Regions from separate parts of the Triticum aestivum genome. Here region 1 is linked to region 2. Evidence: chromatin contacts called from public Hi-C data. All regions are on one chromosome and are shown on one strand. The core of a region is the stretch at or near the end of the contact, and the rest is flanking DNA. Distances in the headings are between cores, read along the strand shown. Region 1 holds the start of LOC123160357. Region 2 holds the start of LOC123160040 (endoplasmin homolog).

Region 1 (3,390 bases), core at 600-3,099, 140 kb before region 2:
ATTCAAGGAAAAACTTGTTGAATTTTTTCTTGAATCGCTTGAACTAACCCAGGGTGAAGATGTTCTTCTTATCTATTAACTGAACCGGCCATCGACGGAGCAGTCAAAGAAGCAACCTGCGGTAGCAAAAGCAAGAAAACATGGCACTCTGCCAGTGTGCATGCATGATCCAGTATTACAGTATTACGTGCATTGTAGGATTCCAATACTGGTAAGATTTTGATTTAAGATAGTAGCTGTGTAATATATATGCATATATATAAAGTATGTAAAGGTTCTATACTCTGAAGCCTAATGTTTTGTGGCTCATGTCTTCTTCTTTTTTTGGCAACCCGTGCCTCATGTCTGAATTCAGGTGAACCAGCCAAGATACAGAACAAACAATATCGACCGCTGCTAGATGCTCTGCGCACAGGTGCAAAAATAAACTTAATTCTTTGCCGAAAACAATACTACTACTCCAAGAAGCTAAAATCTGCTAGGTTTGTTATTATCAACCGCTGCTAGCTGCTCTGCGCACACAGGTGGGAGTATCTATCACTAACATGTCTTATCTTCAACCCTCTCATCTCATGGGCTTCAGATGGAGACAATGCATATCACATTCCACACCCACAGTCCATAATCAAGTTGCCGTTAGAAATAGTTGGAGTACGTAGTAGGAGTAGTATATATGCACACCTGACACAGCCCGACTTTTGATGTCTTATCTTTAATGCTAACATTTAAAAACCCGACTTTTGATGGATGAATTTTCTTTATCCATTTTTCTTCATGATTGAGCATCTCAATCAACTTGCGCACCATCGAACCCCTCAAAAGAAAAGAAAAAAAACTTACACGCCATAGAATATGGATGTATCAGTAGGATCGAGATCCCTTTTTGAAACAAATTGAACTCATCTGTCATGTGTAGATGTCCTCTATTTTCATTCTTGTATGTCACCTTTGTTATCTTGTTTCTACTGGAATATGATGGATCATACGTACATGTCGACCACGACAATGAGCATATCGTAAATTTTAGACCCATGAGAGGGTAAGATGCAAACAATTTAAACAGCCCTGCATGGCACTTTGGGTTGTCTCTAGGTTGTTTGGTTTTTGACTTTTTTTTCTCAAATACAGTCACTCCATACATAACGTACAAAGAAAAAATTGCACACTCAAGCTGTAATAACTTTCACATGCCTAGCGCTTTTTAGATAAAATCTGCCTAGAAATTTCTCTTTTTATGTTTGTCACACGAAATTCCTAGTGTTTTTACATAAAAACTGCACCATCTTTTTTCTGCATTGGTGCTCTAAATCAAAACAAGACTGTAAAGCTAACCAAATCTCCAGCAGTTCTCACATAAAGTAACTCAGAGAAAGAAAACATCCATACAATTTAATGAGGTAAAATTTTGATAGTTCAAAGATGTACAAAACTTATTTTGGCGGGACAAAAAAAAAGCCTACAGTGGTTTTAGGAGATTTTCTTATGCCCAAGTTGATTCCGAAAAATGCAACTTAGACTTATCTCCTAGTTGCACTGGAAAAGTTTTAGTTCAAAACTTTTGAAAACTTGGAACTTTTAGAAATTTGAACTTCCAGAAGAAGGCAAGTTTGAGAAATGTGAAACTTCCAAAATTTCAAAAATTTCAAAACTTTTGGAATTTCATCTTCAGAAAAAATAAATCCAACATCAAAAGAAAACACATGTGAGCGTGGGTCTTGAGAGAGAAGTGGTCGATCACGTGGTCACATGTTGTCCCGCACTTGTCTTCTGTCTCATTTGAATGGCAAAAGCGAGCCAGCATGTACGTTCCTCGTGTAATGGACAAGTGTTGGAACCCGCGCACTTGTTGTCGGATGCAGCAGCACGCTGCGTGCTCGCGTGGGAGACTGAGCTCTTTGGCAAAAGAAGACATTATCTTACCTGTGCAGCCGGCCACTAGCTACTCGAAATCCCTGCCAAAAAGAAAAATAATGGGTCACTCGGCATCCCCGCAGCATAAAGAAAAATAATGGGTCACTCGGCCGTATGGTGACTCGGAACGGAGTAGCTGCATCTGACTGGTTTGATATAGGTATATTCATACACGCGATCCGTTCATTCTTCTTGTAGTACTACCTCTCTTGAGCTCTCACTCCAGGAGCTAGCAATTTCGTTGCGGTTCTGCGACATAGCTTGCTGCCGTAAGCCGAATCAACCTTCATATCATGCTGGGTAACGTAGCTCATCCACAGGTACGCATTCATTCATTGATACATACATACAATACATACATACATACATACTACTATTTCTCCAAACTTGTGACATATTTCGAATATATATGTATGCATATATGCTTATATTTAGTTCTTGCTTGTAGGTTGGCGTACCAATGGGTGGAACACTGATGCAATCTTGGATGGAGCTGTGGAATGAGTGGGAGATCCAAACTGTTGTTGTCGCCAGCTTCAGTCTGCAGGTTCTCCTCTTTTTCTTTGCTGGGATCCGCCGCTACACCGTCTCTTCTATTCTCAAGGTCCTCCTCTGGTTTGTATATCTGTTTGCTGATGTCGTTGCAACATATGGCCTGGGTCACATGTCCTCGTCAGTGTCGAAGAAATCGTCTAGCGAGCACCAGCTAGTGGCGTTCTGGGCGCCATTCCTCCTGCTGCACCTCGGCGGCCAGGACACCATCACTGCGTATGCCTTGGAGGACAATGAACTCTGGCGGCGCCACCCCCCAAGGCGACGTACACCTTTTCTCCTGAGGATTTATGCCTATTTTTCCCCCAAGACCTTTTCTCGTGAGGGGGATGACCAAAAAGGTGGAGACTGCTTCACCAAAAACAAACAATTTAGAGCATATGAATTTATTGTGATGACAGCACACGAGTTGCGCCATGTACTTGTCAAGCCTTTAATCATAGACAGGAATGAGGCGTCCATAGACTGGAATTATAAAACAACTGCTCTTGTAAAGGGTCTTGTACAAGGATTTCCATGGCAAGACGACGAGAGCGAAGATGCATTGGCAAAGGAGCAGAGGACTGTTGGGGAGCTGTACAAGGGAATAGAGGTGCAGCTCGGCCTGATGTATGACATGCTCTACACCAAGGCAGAAGTGATCCACAAAAGCCGTGGCCACTGGATCCGTGCCATTTCACTTGTGTGTTGCTTCACCGCTCTTGTGGTCTTCACAAGAAGCAAGAGAGATGGATACAGCACACCCAACATTGTTATCACTTTTGCTCTTCTGGGCGGAGCTTGCGCACTGGAGGTCACATCTGTTTTAAAGGCGATTGGGTCAACCTGGACATATGACATCTTGAGACGCTACAGATGTAAGTGGCTGGCCAATGCAGTTCTGTTTGCACGTTACCACCTCGTCGTCGTCAAGGATGGAAGGTGGTC
Region 2 (3,521 bases), core at 720-3,219:
TGAACATGCCAATATGTACTGACCACAACTGATTTTAGTGTGACTGAAAATTCTGCATGAACAATTGTGTCACATATGTTTGAAACCTCTGAATATGTCTGAAACTTCTGAATATAGCTAGGCATACAAAAATCTGATTGTCAATCCGGGCTTATGGGGATCTTCTAATGACTTGCTAGACCGGACGTATATTATGTATGAAGACCAATAGATTTGAATACTGTTCGCCAAACCTGTTGCTTTTTTCCTGAACATAGATCAAAAACCTTGATCCTTGTAAGGTGTTGATTCTACAAAATCTGTATGTCTGGCCACACATGAATCAAAGTTGTTTCTTGTGCTGTGGTTGGGGTGAGGTGGGGAACGTCTAGAATGAGTTTTCTGAATTTTGCAGTAAGGGGGTAGTCCAGTGAGATCAAATTTTGAAGATTTTCTCTGAATTTTGTTTTCTCAGAGGCACACATGCATGTCTGAAGAACTAAGCACAACTGTATTAGTCGCCGGTGCTTTATGCAAACAAAAGCAAAAAACTTTTTTCCCTGGGACATACAGGCATGCATGTTTGATGAGCTAACTAGAATGTTTTTAGCTTCCAGTTCACGCCACCTCTCACTGATATGGTTAAGGCTAAATCCCGTCAAATACCACTCGCACAAAGCTGAAAATAGCAACGGTCGATTTTTTCTGTTTGTTGTTACATATATAAATGTGCACAGATTCTTTTGTCTTCTTTTTTCATGAATTGTATTTGTAATGTTTTTGTATCTTTTATGGGCAATGCGGACGGCTAAAGCGTGCGGAGAATGTCAAGAGAGGGCGGGGTCGACCGAATTTGACATGGGAGGAGTCCGTTAAGAGAGACCTGAAGGATTGGAGTATCGACAAAGAGCTAGCTATGGACAGGGGTGCGTGGAAGCTTGCTATCTATGTGCCAGAGCCATGAGTTGGTTGCGAGATCTTATGGGTTTCACCTCTAGCCTACCCCAACTTGTTTGGGACTAAAGACTTTGTTGTTGTTGTTGTTGTTGTTGTTGTATCTTTTATGAAATTTTCCCCCTGAATTCTTCCACTTTTTCGAATGCCGAACTCTGAATTTCCAGCGTTTTTTTATGTATCTCACATGAAGGATTTTTTGTTTTGTTTTGTAGCCCCGCTGCTTTATTTTTGTGATCACCGCCATACTTCCGGATGAGTTCTACCAGTTAGTACAAACGATGGATTCCAATTCAGGCATTTAGCAGGGAAGACATGGCTAATATTTATCTTGGTCAGTGTCTTTGTTTTCACCAACGAAACATATGACTTGTGTACCATCAATGCGCGTCAGATCAGACGGCTCCGTCACCGTATACTACTGTTGGGCGTTGCGCATCCGTTCTACTCTCTATGGTCGCATTCATTACACGTACAAACGCGTCACTGTCCCATTGGCACGCATAGCGGGAGCGGGCGAGCTCGTCCGCTCTATCGCCATTCTCTAGCTCTCTGTCAGTATCACTGGACGTGTTTTTTTTTATTTGAGGATCGTATCACTGGAGGAGTTGTGCTTCTCGTTGGGCTGAGCCGGTGCTAATGGCCCAGCCAGCCCGAAAGCCCAGTAACTTTAACTCTGACGTCCATCCCACGGCGACGAGTCAACACCCAGTTGACTGACCAGGCCAGCCCAAACGCACCCATCACGGCCCTTGGCCCACCACGAGTCCACCCCGCGAACGAATGATATCCACTCCACTGAGCCGCGGCGAACTTTCTAGCGCATCGCGTGTCGTCGACGTCGACGACCCGTCCCGCACCAATCCCGCCCCGCCACGTGTCCGCCCCCTTCAACACCCACACGAGACCCCCGCCCGTCCGATCCTCCAGCTCGCCCCGACGGACGGCCGGGGCACGCGCTCCACGTCGAGCTCCCCCGCGCCAACCACTGACGGCCCGCCGCGTGGCCGGAGCCACATCGCGGCCGTCCGCCCGTCCGCGTGGCGCCATCCCGCCCGCGCGGACCGGGCGTGCGGGGTCTCCTCCTCGCCCGTTTAAATGGGTCGCGCATCTCGCCGGCCCCGAAGCCAAGACGAAGGCGACGACGAGCTCACCCAGTTTTGGTTGCAGAGTGAAGCGGCGGCCGGCGACGATGCGCAAGTGGGCGCTCTCCTGCGCGCTCCTCCTCGTCCTCCTCCTCACCACGCTCCCCGATCCAGGCAAGCCCCCCTCCCCCTCCCTCGCCGCCGCCGCTATAGCTCTCTTCCCTCCTGTTTTTTTCGGGTGATTTGTGCCGCTGGCCGGCGAATTTAGGTGGTAGCTCGTGATCTGTTGGGTTCGAGGCAGCGCGCGTAGATTTGGCCGCAGGAGGTGGCTTATCAGTTCTGCAGCCCGCGTGGCCGCTTGATTTTCGCGGCGGCGCTCCCATCTGATGCTTGAATCCCGCTTAATTCCCAGTAGGAAGTCCAGATGGAATTTGTTCCGGTTGTTTGATCCGTTCGTGTAGAGGCTAGTGCCACCGGGCGCCATCTATGGTGGTAAATTTTAGTCCAGTTTCCGCTGTAGATCTCGCATCTGAATTACTGGCTCTGTCCCGATGCGGGCTCGCGGCCACCCCGATCTGGTGTGGTGGCAGGGCCGCAGGGGTTTGTTCCGTGTTCGGCATTACTGGCTTACTTCGTTCTTAGATCCGTCGTGTGTTATTAAATTTTCAGCCAAATTATGCTGCTAATTAAGTCGTGGGGTTTAAATAGGGTTTAGTCCAGTAACTCGCTAGATTTGTGCACCAATCTAGCGTTTACTTAGCGGAAACCTAGTGCTGCTTGCTACTGATCTAGTTCTCTACCACACTCTTAGTGAATTCAAACACCTGTACCTATCTGCTGTACATCAGTACTCCATATTCGAGTTGTTTGCCTGATCCTCGATGTGCCTGCAGCTAAGAAGCTCCAAGTCAATGCCGAGGAGAGCAGCGACGAGGTGGGCGACTTTCCCAAGGTAGAGGAGAAGCTTGGGGCCGTCCCCCATGGCTTGTCCACCGACTCCGAGGTTGTCCAGAGGTGCGCACTAATGCCTGACCAACGCTGATGGTTCCAATTTCATGCCGTTGACATTCTGTGCTGATATCATGACTTTGATGTGCGAAGGGAGTCCGAGTCGATCTCGAGGAAGACCCTCAGGAACTCGGCCGAGAAGTTTGAGTTCCAGGCCGAGGTCTCCAGGCTCATGGACATCATCATCAACTCACTCTACAGCAACAAGGACATCTTCCTGAGGGAGCTCATTTCCAATGCATCTGATGTATGTATTATTGCATTTGATTCTGACCCCCTGTATTTAGATTGCATTGTGGATGATGGGAACTAAAGGGTGGTGCCTTTATGTTTGTAGGCTTTGGATAAGATTAGGTTCCTTACCCTCACTGATAAGGAGGCTTTGGGCGAGGGTGACACTGCTAAGCTTGAAATCCAGGTATGGTGAACTGCAGAGCTGATAGCCTTTCCTGATTGCCACGTCATTCCTTTTTGAATTGGTTGGTAAGGCATTTC

Evidence for each region. A called contact is a pair of places that touch in the nucleus more often than the background predicts.
Region 1: a Hi-C map of leaf shows a contact between it and region 2, with 4 times the contacts expected there. The contact joins the promoter of LOC123160357 here to the promoter of LOC123160040 in region 2. A contact is called at or near these places in 2 of 5 Hi-C or Micro-C datasets (leaf and an unstated tissue) and 1 of 1 datasets of contacts at active chromatin or transcription factors (leaf).

What each region holds. Positions count from the first base shown.
Region 1 is chr7B:719,530,495-719,533,884 of IWGSC CS RefSeq v2.1, reverse strand. LOC123160357 reads left to right here and starts at 1,849. Exons shown (of 2, transcript XM_044578166.1): 1 at 1,849-2,231; 2 at 2,360-3,390. The coding sequence starts at 2,205.
Region 2 is chr7B:719,395,305-719,398,825 of IWGSC CS RefSeq v2.1, reverse strand. It overlaps LOC123160040 (endoplasmin homolog), which reads left to right and starts at 1,969. Exons shown (of 15, transcript XM_044577866.1): 1 at 1,969-2,192; 2 at 2,912-3,032; 3 at 3,120-3,273; 4 at 3,364-3,444. The coding sequence starts at 2,126.